Linked DNA regions of Sminthopsis crassicaudata: region 2 is linked to region 1. Evidence: chromatin contacts called from public Hi-C data. All regions are on one chromosome and are shown on one strand. The core of a region is the stretch at or near the end of the contact, and the rest is flanking DNA. Distances in the headings are between cores, read along the strand shown. Region 1 holds the start of CTTNBP2NL (CTTNBP2 N-terminal like). Region 2 holds the start of CAPZA1 (capping actin protein of muscle Z-line subunit alpha 1).

What was found. Hi-C and Micro-C count contacts between places; a contact is called where the count stands out from the background.
Region 2: a Hi-C map of fibroblasts shows a contact between it and region 1, with 6 times the contacts expected there. The contact joins the promoter of CAPZA1 here to the promoter of CTTNBP2NL in region 1. A contact is called at or near these places in 2 of 2 Hi-C or Micro-C datasets (fibroblasts and hippocampus).

What each region holds. Positions count from the first base shown.
Region 1 is chr4:431,055,109-431,061,182 of ASM4859323v1, reverse strand. CTTNBP2NL (CTTNBP2 N-terminal like) reads right to left here and starts at 4,193. Exons shown (of 6, transcript XM_074263068.1): 1 at 4,173-4,193.
Region 2 is chr4:431,266,115-431,272,090 of ASM4859323v1, reverse strand. It overlaps CAPZA1 (capping actin protein of muscle Z-line subunit alpha 1), which reads right to left and starts at 4,559. Exons shown (of 10, transcript XM_074263073.1): 1 at 4,412-4,559. The coding sequence starts at 4,450. It overlaps ST7L (suppression of tumorigenicity 7 like), which reads left to right and starts at 5,000. Exons shown (of 16, transcript XM_074263069.1): 1 at 5,000-5,278. The coding sequence starts at 5,074.

The sequences.
Region 1 (6,074 bases), core at 2,944-5,443:
AGAAGTTTGGAAAGAGGAACTTGACTGAAGACAACCTTTTTTTTAAGCGAAAACACTATCAGACTGTATTTCCTTTAGATCCAGCAGAAAAAGAAAGGACTTGAATTTACTGAAGCTACAAGTGGCTTACCAAATGTAGTTTAGTCAAGCCAGAATGCTCTGGTTAAAAACCAAAGAAGCAGATTCCACAGAACCTAGTTATACAACCAAGATGTAGGGGTTTGGGAGATGCAGGTGGGAGAGAAGGAATATGAATAGCAAGATGAGATTCCTTCTTCCATAATGGAGAATAATTCAAAAAAGAAAGAACTCCAAAAGACAAAAACCCTCCAAACTCTAATTACAACAAACAAACAAACTTATTAAAGCCGGGATCAAATGTCTTAACAGTGGATCCCCTTTTCAGGTCCTTATGTGATTTAGTAGATAAGAATACATACAAATGTTGCTTGTAGTTTCTCTCTCCCCTTAACTATCTTGGCTTATACTCATTGATATATGTAAAAAAGCAAGTTCATCATTTCCTTACTAGTTTTTAACTCTTATTTTTTTCTAAATGTCTAAAGATAAAGGCTGGAATAGTTATAGTTAATCCTTCCATTATCTAGCTTTAAAATTCATAGGCAAACTGACAAATAAGCCATTTTTAAACTGAGATGCTTTGAACTGGAATCTATCCAGTCAGCATCAAATCTTCAGGAAACAGGAACAAATGTGTTTTAAAAACAGGCTGACAAGTCATTTCTGGGGTCAGCTTCCACAGAAAAGTCTACTTTCCTTTAGAAATAAATTTGTGTTCCTTGTCTCATACTATATGTTCACCAACCAGTTTACTGGCAATACCCAGAAGTATCACTCTGTTCCACTCTGAAAAGCCAAGATTTTACACAGAATGAATTCCAATTTTGCTCTGCAAATTAATTGGCAGTACCACAAATTTGATTCAGCCAACACACAAGCTCATTGTTAGCTGAGCATGTCAGAACTTCTGTGATCAGCTTGTGTGAACTAGAGTCTATTCTACTCAGAAATTCAACCGCTGTTCTATGAATACCCTTCAAGCACATTTGAAGATGCATTAACAAGAAATAAAGGATGAAAAGAAACTACAGAAACCTAAAAGCAAAATATCCAAGAAACATTCTTAAGTAATGAAATAAGCCAAGATACTCAAAGTCTGAAATACTTTTCTAAACTCATAATCGCATCAGATTCTCAGAAAAGTGAAAGGAAACCCTGAAATGATTAGCAATGGTTTTATTTTTAAGTTCTTCCCAGGTTCTGAGATATAATTACATTTACAGAGACAACACATACAGAGACATTGAGACAGAAATACATACATAGAGAAAACAGACACTTTGACAAACTAAAAATGTTTTTGTGGATATCTCAATCACCAGTGGTGATTAAGACCAACAAGTTCCTTCAGGCAGACCAGATAAGGAAAGTAAAAGTAAATGTTGGTTAATGGGAGGAGTGAGTTGTTAATAGTATCATGATAGGCCTGGTTTTATCAGAGTTATTTTTGTAGGTCTACACCAAGGTAATAGCTTCACAATCTTGCTCTGAGATTAACAAAATCAAACTGGTGCTGTAATGATGACCAAAACATATGAAAGGCCAGTTTAATTTACTTTGTTCAAATAAGATAGCATAGAGAGAAGATGGGGGTTGGCAATTAATTTCTTTGGATACATTTAAGTTAACTTTATATTCTGTACTCCATCTTAACCATTCCCTTATAGTTTTTGTAGTTGGCTGAGGAGGCCATGGGTTAATATCTCCACATAGATAGTATATAACCCTCCAAGTGCTTCCAATCAGTCTCAATTCTTTTTGGTCTTCCAGGAAATAACCTTTAAAAAGATCTCAGTTGAAGGAAGAATGGATTCAGATTTACAATTCACAAATCATTACCCTTGGGGACTTAGAGATACACTTTGTAACTAGAATTGCCTTTCTTAGTTATCTCCAAAACTTTGAACTGTAGGCTGTGTAACCCAGAGGGAGTCACTTAACTGCTCTGTATGTTTTTTCATCTGAAAATGGGCATAATATAGCACCTACAGGACCAATTTGCAGTGAGGGTCAAAAGGTAACACCTGTAAAGTGTTTTGCCAAGCTTTAGGTGCCATAGAATTGCTTGCTATTGTTAATTATTGTTCAGTTGTGCCCTCCTCTTTGTGACCCCATTCAGGGTTTTCTTGGCAAAGATACTGGAGTAGTTTGACATTTTCTTTTCTAGCTCATTTTACAGATGAAGAAACTGAGGCAAATGGGGCTAGTATGTGAGGCCACATTTGAATTCAGATCTTCATGATTTTAAACTTGGCACTCAATCCATTTCCACACATAGCTGCATTATTAACATCTAGTAGGCACTTAACAGTGCTTATCAACTTGGAAGTAAAAGCAATAGTTAGTATCTCCTTAGAACGTACACTCTTGATGACTCTAATTCTAAGCATTTTGTCACAATGAACACCACTCCAATACTACATCAACATGAAGGATGATTTAATGAGAATAAAGGAAGTAATATTAAAACATATGAAGAATTTTTATACATGCAAAGTATTACACCACTGGACATCTATTGTCAATTCAATGGCACTCATGCTAATTCGAATACAGTGAATGGAGAACATTGGACTAGTAGTGAAAAGGCCTGAAATTGAGTCATGTAAGCTATATTCTATTATAGAGAGGTCACTGAAGCACACAGGAAAACGAGGGGATCAAACGAGGAAATCTCTAAGGATCCTCCCATAGCTCATATGCAAGGAAATAAGGGCTAGCAAGTGAATTTGAATTTAAAGTCTAAAAGACCTTAATTCGGAAAATCCTTTGGCAAATAAATACTAGCTCAGTGATTTTAAGTAAATCACTTCATCACTGTCTACCCCTCAGTTTCCTCAAATGTAAGAAGGGAATAATCATAGCACTTCCCTTCCAGATCTTCGTGAGGAATAAAAGATATCTGTAAATTGTTTAGCACGGGGCTTGCTGGCATAGAGTACCCGCTTAATAAATACGCGCTTGCTTCCTTACACGAGGAATATCCTCCAGCTTAGTTACAGCTGGGGCCCACGCAGTTTTACCTTAGTCAACTACTTTGCCTTCTCCATTCTGCAGAAAATACTATTCCTGCAAAGCCAAAACTGCAAGTAGTTTTACCTACGGATATTTTAAACTATAGCAAAGACCTCCAGCACCTTAAGGTGGGTGTGGATCGAGAAGAAAGGAACGAAAGGCCATTAAACCAGATTAATCATAAACCCACCGCCCAGGGGACCCGGGCTTTCCTTCAAACACTTCCTGCCTTTTGTTTCAAGATTTACACCTTTCAAGGTTATTCAAGTCTCCCACAGCAACCAGCCAAGCAGCGGCCACTAGACTAATGTCCTTATTTACATTTCTATGGCGCGCCCACCCGAAGGATCCTAACTTATTCATCGCCTGTTTATAAGCTACACACTCGTCAAGTTCTCCCATTAGCCAACTTCGGCAGCCGTCCGGCTCCCAGTAACGGGGGGCAGAACCTCGAGCTCCCCGGGGAATGCGAGCGGAGAGCAGGGCTCCCGGGCTCCCCAAACGGGAGAATGGCGCGGAAGCTGGGGGACTGCGGCTGCCAGCAGCCGGATGGGCTCCTCCACGTCCAGCCTCGCAGCTCAGAGAAGGGGGGAGACCAGAAGACGTCCGGGGCTGACCGGGGGAGGCGCTGGGAACGGGCTGGGACCGGCCCCGAGGCCCTTTTCAGTTAGGGATGCTGGGGGGGTGCGCGTACCAGCCGGAATGGGGAGGGGGCGCCGAGAGAAGCGCTGGCAATAAAACCCGAGCCCCCCGGCGCAGTCCCAGCGAGATGGGGCAGGTGGCGGGGAGGGAGGGGGAGCTGTCGAGGCCGGAGGGGGCGAGGGGCGGGGACGCGGGGAGCCCCTCTCCACCCGGGAGGCACGGAGGGGAGGGGTCCCCGAGGGGTGGGTGGGGCGCGGGGAAGGGGTCTGCGGCCCAGCCCGAGTTGGGGCGGGACCCGGGATCCCCTCAAAGGTTGGGGCGCCGCCTCCTCCGGGAATAGGGGGCGCGGGCAGCGGAGGAGGAAGAGGGGGCCCCGCCCCCTCGGGGAATAGGGTGCTGGGGACCTCGGGGGAGGTCGGCAGTCCCGCCCTCACCTTTCTCTCGAGACCCCGGTCTCCCCGTAAACGGCCCCAGAGTGCCCGGCCCGGCCGCTCCTACCTTTTCCCGGCGCTCCGGGCTCCGCTCCCCGCCGCCGCCTCCGCCTCCCGCTCCCCATCCACAGTCTCGAGCCTCTTCTCCTCCTCCCCCGCCGGGTCCGTGCCCTGACAGCTTTCCGAGCCAATTGTCACTTCAGCCCCGCGGCTCCCTGGCCAATCAGCGCCGCAGGAAGGCGGGGCTTCTCCAATGTCATTCAGGCTCCTCCCGGGGCCCCAAGATCCCTTTTGTTTGGGGAGAGCCGGGCTGGGATTGAGCTCGCGTCACTTCCGGCGGGAAGAGCCCTCCTCCCAGTCTGGCGCGCGGGTTCGCTCTCGCGCCCGGATCTTCCCGGCTCTTCTGTTGCTGGCCCGCTGGCCGGCTCGGCGTGTGCGCCTCGGTCCGGTCCTCGGCGCTGGGCACCTCTCTGCGCTCGGTCCTGGGACCGGGCACCGGGCTCGTCGTTTTGCCCGCATTGTCTGGTCTATGTATTCCATCGCCTCGGTCACCGATATTCGGTGTAACCTCACCCGAGCGCTCCCCCTCCTTGTCCTGGGCGTCCCCTAAACGGCGGGGCGCGGACCTGCGGAGCCCCGGTGCTCCCGACCCGGACCGCCTGCTATAACCCGTCTCCGCCCGAGCGGAGGGGAGAGGGAACCCAGGGCGCTGCGGATGCTCTTCCAGCCGCCTTCCGCCGCCAGTAAAACGCACCTCCCTGGAAAGCAAACAGATGGTTTTTGGTTTTTGGGGGGAGGTACCGCTCAGGGCTCACATACAGTCAATAGGAGGCACCGGTCAGATGCCAGCCTTGGGCCGGGCACCGCGTCAGACATTGAAAGACAATCCTGCTCTTGGGCCCAAGATCTAACGCGAGGGCGAGGCGCAGACCACTCGAACATGCACACTTGTATGTCCACACACACGTATACAGAACACGTGTGATCACGTTTCATCCGTTATATGTTGGGGAAATAAATGAACAATATCCTGGGGAAACTGCTCGGCTTCCACAGTCCTGACTTTAAAGACATCCCCGTGAGTGACACGACTAATGACAAGACTGGATGATCTCTCCTGGGTCGTGACCAGACCCAAAATTAAAAGGAATTTTAGCTGAGTGCAGACAGTCCTTTTGTCCAGATAGCCGAGGCTGGGGGCGGCCTGAGCCTGGAGACAGCTTCCCTGTGCAGCCGCTCCCGGAACACTACTCTCTGAGGAGGAATCTTCATCTTGAGCCCTCCATCATTGCCTGAGAGACAGTCAAATGATCTTTTTCTCAATTAGTAACCCCAGAGGCCTTATTAGTAAAATGATCAAATCTCCCAGAAACTATGTCGCTAGAACCTTTCTAGTCATCCCAATATGGAACTCCATCACGTGGGTGCAAAATGCTAACAAGATATATGTACAGGTCACATGTATGAATACGCATGTGTGTATGTACATATGATATGATGAATAGGAATTAACCAATAGAGGGAAGATGTTAGAATGAAGAGGGATTGGGAAAGGTTTCCTGCAGAAGGTGGCATTTCAGCCAGAGTTTGAAAGATGCCAGGGAAGCCAGGAGGCAGAAATGAAGAGGGAGAACTTTTGGGCATGGGGGCAGCTAGTGAAAATACTGAGTTAAGAGACTGAGTGTCTTTTGGAAGAATAAGAGAACAGTCACTGGAAAGGAAAGTACAAAGAGGAGTTACAAGTTGTAAGATTGGAAGGGTGTGTTTGTATATATGTGGGGGGGAGGGGGATGTAGGTTAAAAGGGTTTTGAATGCCAGACAGAAGATTTTGAATTTGATCCTACGGGTGATAGAAAACCACTGTAGTTAACTGAGTAGGTGAATGACATGATTAGAGTTGTATT
Region 2 (5,976 bases), core at 3,310-5,809, 210 kb before region 1:
AAAATGCAGAACTTGAAAGAACCCACTTCCTCTTTGTTCAAGTCATAAAAACTTCAACAGTTACAGCTGAGAAATTTGCTGATTATTATTTTTTTGATAAGTGCATGCAAAGTAAGAAGTTTCTATCAACCAATAAATCTCAAGTTACATCTCTTTAGAAAAATAGTATTTATTTCAGAAAAAATTCAAATTACGTAAAGACTAAAAATAATAAAAAAACACACTCAATATTATTGTTACAAAAACCAACCCCTACTTTTGCTAAATTGTCAAGGGGAGGTTTGCTGATAGAAGAGGGGCAGAGAGAGAACTCTCTGAAAATAAATGTGATATCAAAAGACAATAAAATATTCTTCCAAAAACTCATGCCAAAACCAGAAACAAAAACCCTCTTAAACCATTTCTGTTTACGACCTCTGCCAAACCAAAATGTACATAAGGTCACAATTCAAAAGAGGAAACAGCAGAAAACTCAGATTTTCCTGCAAAAAACTGGAAAACAAATTAAGGGTTCCAAATTTTTAGCTTTTTAAAAAATATATATTTTTAATAACATCACTACTGTGAAGGAGAGAAGACTAAAATCTAATTTAAAGAATCCTAATTTTTTTTCTCAACCTTAAAACATCCATAACCATAAACATAGTAACCAAAACAATATTTTCTTAATATCTAATTCATTGGACTAAGAATAATTAAAAACAGAAAGAAAGAAAGTGTTAAAATGAGCATGACTGATTACAGTGGGGCCACAGATACGTGTTTTATGTCAGGAAAGAATTATGCCTATTTTAACTGAGCAAAACTAAAAAATTTACTTATTTAGTAATGATTCACACAGTGAACCTGATACATGGTAATCCTTGGTAAATGTTGACTTCTGACTGGTAGCATAGGGCCACAACATTAGGTAAGACAGGTATCACATTCACTTAGGAGGCTCTGATATTTGAAGATCACACTGTAGATAGCAGGAGGGAGGTGCTATTTTATTATCCCCATTTTACAAATGAGGAAACTGAGGAATAAAGAAGTTAAGGGAATTTCCCAGGATCCCACAGCTATTAAGTGTCTGAAGCTGGATTTAAACTCAGGTTTTCCTGCCTCCGGGTCCAGGTTTCTATTCAATGAATTACCTAACTACCTACAGTTAGTAAAGTTTGTGACTTTATCTTGGTTCTTTTGACTTCAAGACTGGTTCTTTCTGATACATCAAGGTGTACTACTAGTCTACAAAATTATTTTCATAAGCCCTAAAAAGAATGCTTTGTTTATCTAATTAATTACAAAGTGTGCCCTGCAATATTTCTTCTAGTCAGTGAAGTGAGTTTAATGGAAATCATTTCAATCAAATCCCAGTTCCAAGAACAGGCAGTTGTAGGTAAAGTTCCTTAATCTTTTTAGTTAAGTTTAGTCTTAAGCTTCAGTTCTCTTTTGCATAAAACTTAAGACTAACAAGAGTTTAGTGAATGCCTACTATGTTACAAACAAAACCTGTGCTAGGCTTTGGTGAGAAAGACAAATACCTATCAAAGATTCTATGATTAAGGAACTGATATTAAAACTTGTGTTCGAAGCCTCTTATCTACCTTCCTCAATAGTGTTGATGTGGGGAAAATAGTTATTACTAATAGTCATTTTACATAATAAAATTCCTTATGGTATACCATATATGTATATATTATGTGGTGAGAAAAGGCTTTGGGGTCTTTATAGCTCAATCTACAAATATTTTTTGAGAACTTCTATGTAAAACACTCCGCCTGATGGCAATAGTTATTATTCTGCAAATGAGTAAAATCCTTTATTTCTTACCATCTCCAAAATTCCAATGTACTCATATGAAAGAGGGGGAAAAAAATCTCCTAATCTAGTCACATAACAAAATGAAATATTTCCAAAAAAATCTTGAAAACTGAGTTGGGGAAGGGGGAAGTGTGAAAGCCAGATGTCTGCTAGCAATGTGTTCGCATAAAAAAAAAAAAATAAAGCAAAACAAAACTAGACCAAAATCACACTTGTAAAGGGCTAGAACTCTGGAGAAGTATATTTGAAACAAGGTGTTAACTCAATGGAATTAATTGTTCTCTAGTTCACATGTATCTAGTATGATATAATGATATAACCACTCTAGTCGGCATATACTCAGTATACTGTAATGATGTAATTGTAATAGGGTATTTAAAAGAACTGGGGGCTGAGTCAGAATGAACAGACTGTGAAGGAGACAATAAAGATTTTAGACTCTATTCTGACTATCCTGCTTGAGACCAAGGCCTGTCATGAGGACCTCCAGAAAGCTAGCCCGGATATTACAATACTGATTTGTTAGAAAGGAACCTTAGTATTAACTTCTCAATTACCTACACCAATGGAAGGGTATATATCATAATTAATCTGAAAGTCATTTCTACTTATTTTAGAGTTACAGGACTGACCAGGATTGAACCTAACATTAGGGATAAATGCAAAATTTTGCACTTGAATTCAATAAATCAACTTTACAAATACAAGACAAAGGAGGCATTGATAGATGCCAATTCTTAGGAAAAAAGACCTGAAGTTTTATAAGACTTCAAACTGGGGGCAGCTAGGTGGCTCGGAGCACCAGCCCTGAAGTCAGGAGGACCTGAGTTCAAATCTGACCTCAGACACTGAGCACTTCCTAGCTGTGTGACTCTGGGCAAGTCACTTAACCCCAATTACCTCAGGAAAAAAAACAAACAAACAAAAAAAAAAAACAGACTTCAAACTCAATAAGAGCTGTGACTCTGTGACTATTTCTTTAGCTTAGAGAAAACTACAGGGAGAAGAAGAGGGGACCTGGCTGTCTTCAAGTATTTGAAAGATAACTCTTAGATGAGAAATGGCAATAGTTTTGCTTGACCCCAATAAGCAGAGGTGCAATTTGGGGAAATTACAAAGAAGTAAATTTACTCTCCATGTAAGGAAAAATTTCCTAATAATTAAAACTATCCTAAAGTAAATGGGATTGTGGATTCACTATCACCATAGACATTCCAGAACTGGCACGATAAACATTTATTGGTACACTATAGAAGGGATTCTGCTCAAGTATAAGTTGGATTAATTGGCTTCCAACTCATGAGATTGTGATATTTTATCAACTAAATGGCATTAAACATTTGTCAACCCACTTATGTAATAATTCTACACAACAAGCTATTTCTCTGCTTTATGTTCTTATAAATCATTCTCTTAAAAATAATTAACAGATGGTAATCTATATGTATAATATATCCAAAGTCATTTAACAGAATCCAGCAAGTCCAAATCCTTTGATGCACGGAAATTCTATTGTAATTCTTACTTCAAAACGTTAAGTTGGCCATTGTTTGGGGACTGGAAAAATTCTAATTAATGACTTGTACTTCAAAATAAGTGAACGATTTAGGTCTTCCAGCATCAAATCAACTTCTATTCCTGAAAAGCATGTGGGAGTCCGTCCGTGAAACCCAACCTAAAAAAGCTGCGGACCCTAAATCGGGAAAACTGGACCAGCCTGGAAGCTCTCCCCCCACCCCGCCAGTCTGCCGGCCTCACAGTCTAGTAAATTTCTCTACGATTTCCCAAACGGTTCTCGAAGCTCATTTCAGCAGCCGAGCCAGAGGGAGGGGCTCCGGATACAGGGCACCGGCCCAGTCCAAACAGACCCTTGCTGCCGGCTCTGCGACCCAGCCCGAAGAGCCCTACGGGAGATGCTCGGGAGCCAGGTCCGGAGCCAGCTCCCAGAGGGCAGAGCCCGACTCCCGGTGGGGAGCAAGGGGGAGAGCAGAGGCCGACCGGGGCTCCCTGAGGGCAGGCACCCGCAGCCTCGCCCAGTCGAGGTGGAGTCCGGACAGTCTCAGTCCTTCCAGAGAAAGGAGGGGCGGAAAAAAAGAAAAATAAATAAATAAAAGGAGGCCACCCAGACCAGGAAGTGACTCGCCCTGCCACAGTCCCTGTCACGCCTGTAACTTGGGGAGTAGAGTGGGGTCATGGGGAGAGGAGAAAACGAGAAAGGGGGTGGGGGAAGAGAGAAGTGTCATGTCGCGACAAGTCGCGACTTGTTCCCTCCCCCCCATTTTAAAAAGAAGCTCACGGATAGTATTCAGCAGGGAGACCCACGGCTCTCTGGAGGCTGCGGATACGTGGCCCCGGGGAGGGGCAGAGGTTCGGACCCGACGGGAGGAATGAGGAACTGGGGCCACTGGGAGGCGGCTGGAAACCCTCTGGGGAGAAGTCGGACAAGGTGCGCGCCCCAAGTGCCGCACGCCCCAAGGGCCCTGCCCAGCGCAGGCCTTTTTTCCTGGGGGCTCCCCTCAAGGCCCCAATCCAGCCGGGCCGAACCCCTATCCTAGCGAGTCGCCGGGGGAAAGTGGGGGGAGGCGAAGGGCGGTCCGGTCCCTACCTTCTCCTCATCCGACACCCGATCCTCGAAGTCGGCCATCTTGGGCTGCTCTGGCCCAGCCCGGAGGCTCGCGCGAAGCAGGCCGGGAAGGAAGCGGGATGACTGAACCCGAGGCGGGGGGTGGGGAAAGCTCCCGGAAACCCAGTCCGCCGCTGCGCCATGTCCGCTAAGGGCACTGAACGGAAGAGGCTCGGAAGGCCATGCTTGTTTCGGGAGGTTCTCTAGCCATTCATTTTCTCGCCCTTGCACTGACTACCATGATGGGCCTTGGCCCTTCTCATAACGGTGCAGAGGCTGGGAGCGCCGGGTAGCAGTGATTGCTCCCGCTGTGCCCAGAGTATGGCTTAATTCCCCGACTCTTAGGAACCGTTAGGGGAGGAGTGGGGGAGGGGAGCGACCATGGGGATTCAGCCTCGGCACAGCCTCGAGTAATGATAACCAACTCTCCAGAATGGACTATGATTCCAGTCCCGTCCGAGAACAGTTCTTCCCCCCAGCCCCTCCCCGAGGATCCGGGGCCGGAAGGGAGGGCATATTTCGTCTTTCCCGGGTTTTCTAAGGTGCCTCATCATGGTCCGAACTGCCTTCAGGTCCGCCGCTATCCCAGGATTCCCGCCGCCGCCTCCGCCTCCTCCCGGCAGAGCGTCCGCGGGACCTGCAAGATGGCGGACGGCGGCGGCGGTGCGGCGGCAGCCTCGACGGCGCCCACTCCTCCCCCTCCCGAGGGCCGGGGCTCGTGCGCGGGCTGGGCCCAGCGCTTGCGGGCCGGGCTAGCAGGGGCCGGCGTCTCGCTGTGGGTCGTGGCCGGCCTGGGGCTGCTCTACGCTTTAAGGGTGCCCCTGAGGCTGTGTGAGAACCTGGCGGCGGGTGAGAGGCCGCGGCCCAGAGGCGGGGGCCCGGGGAGGAGGGCGGGCGCGGGGCCCCTAGGTCCCGGGACGTGGGCGGGGAGGAAAAGGGGAGGGGGAGGGGGGGGGAGAAGCGTTCCCTTCCTTTCTTCTTTTCTCCAGCTGTTTGTCCTACGTGAGCTGGAGCTCAGCCGCGCCGGTTCCTCTTCTGAGAGTGGAGCTCTGGAGAGGCGCTTACCCTTAATTACCGACCTTCCCCCCCTCCCCCGCCCCAAGCCCTTTAACCCCGGTAGCGGAGGGCTGGGCTTGCTCTGGCCTCCCCTCAGGACCCGCCACCCCATTTCACAGAGTGGGACGCTGGGAGATCTCGCAGTCCCGGGCATCAATGCCGGTTGGACAGAAACTTTACTGTATTGGTATTCTTTGACTTTTACATCCCCAACACCTTGCTCGTAGCGTCCGCTTAATAAAGAACTGTTCCAAAAGAATCTTTTACCCGTTTTAAAGCCTAAATTTAAGTTTAAAACTTTGGGTACAAATGATTGCATTGCATCTATAGCTAGATGTTCTGTTCTCTTAAACATTATTATTATTATTTTTTTTAATAATCAGCAAAAATCTCATTTTTTCTTCCTCTCCTGGTTGGGATAGGGCTCGAAACGATGAGATTTACTAAGCCAGAAATGTCAGACTGGCCGCACTCCCCTGCGTCCGGACAGA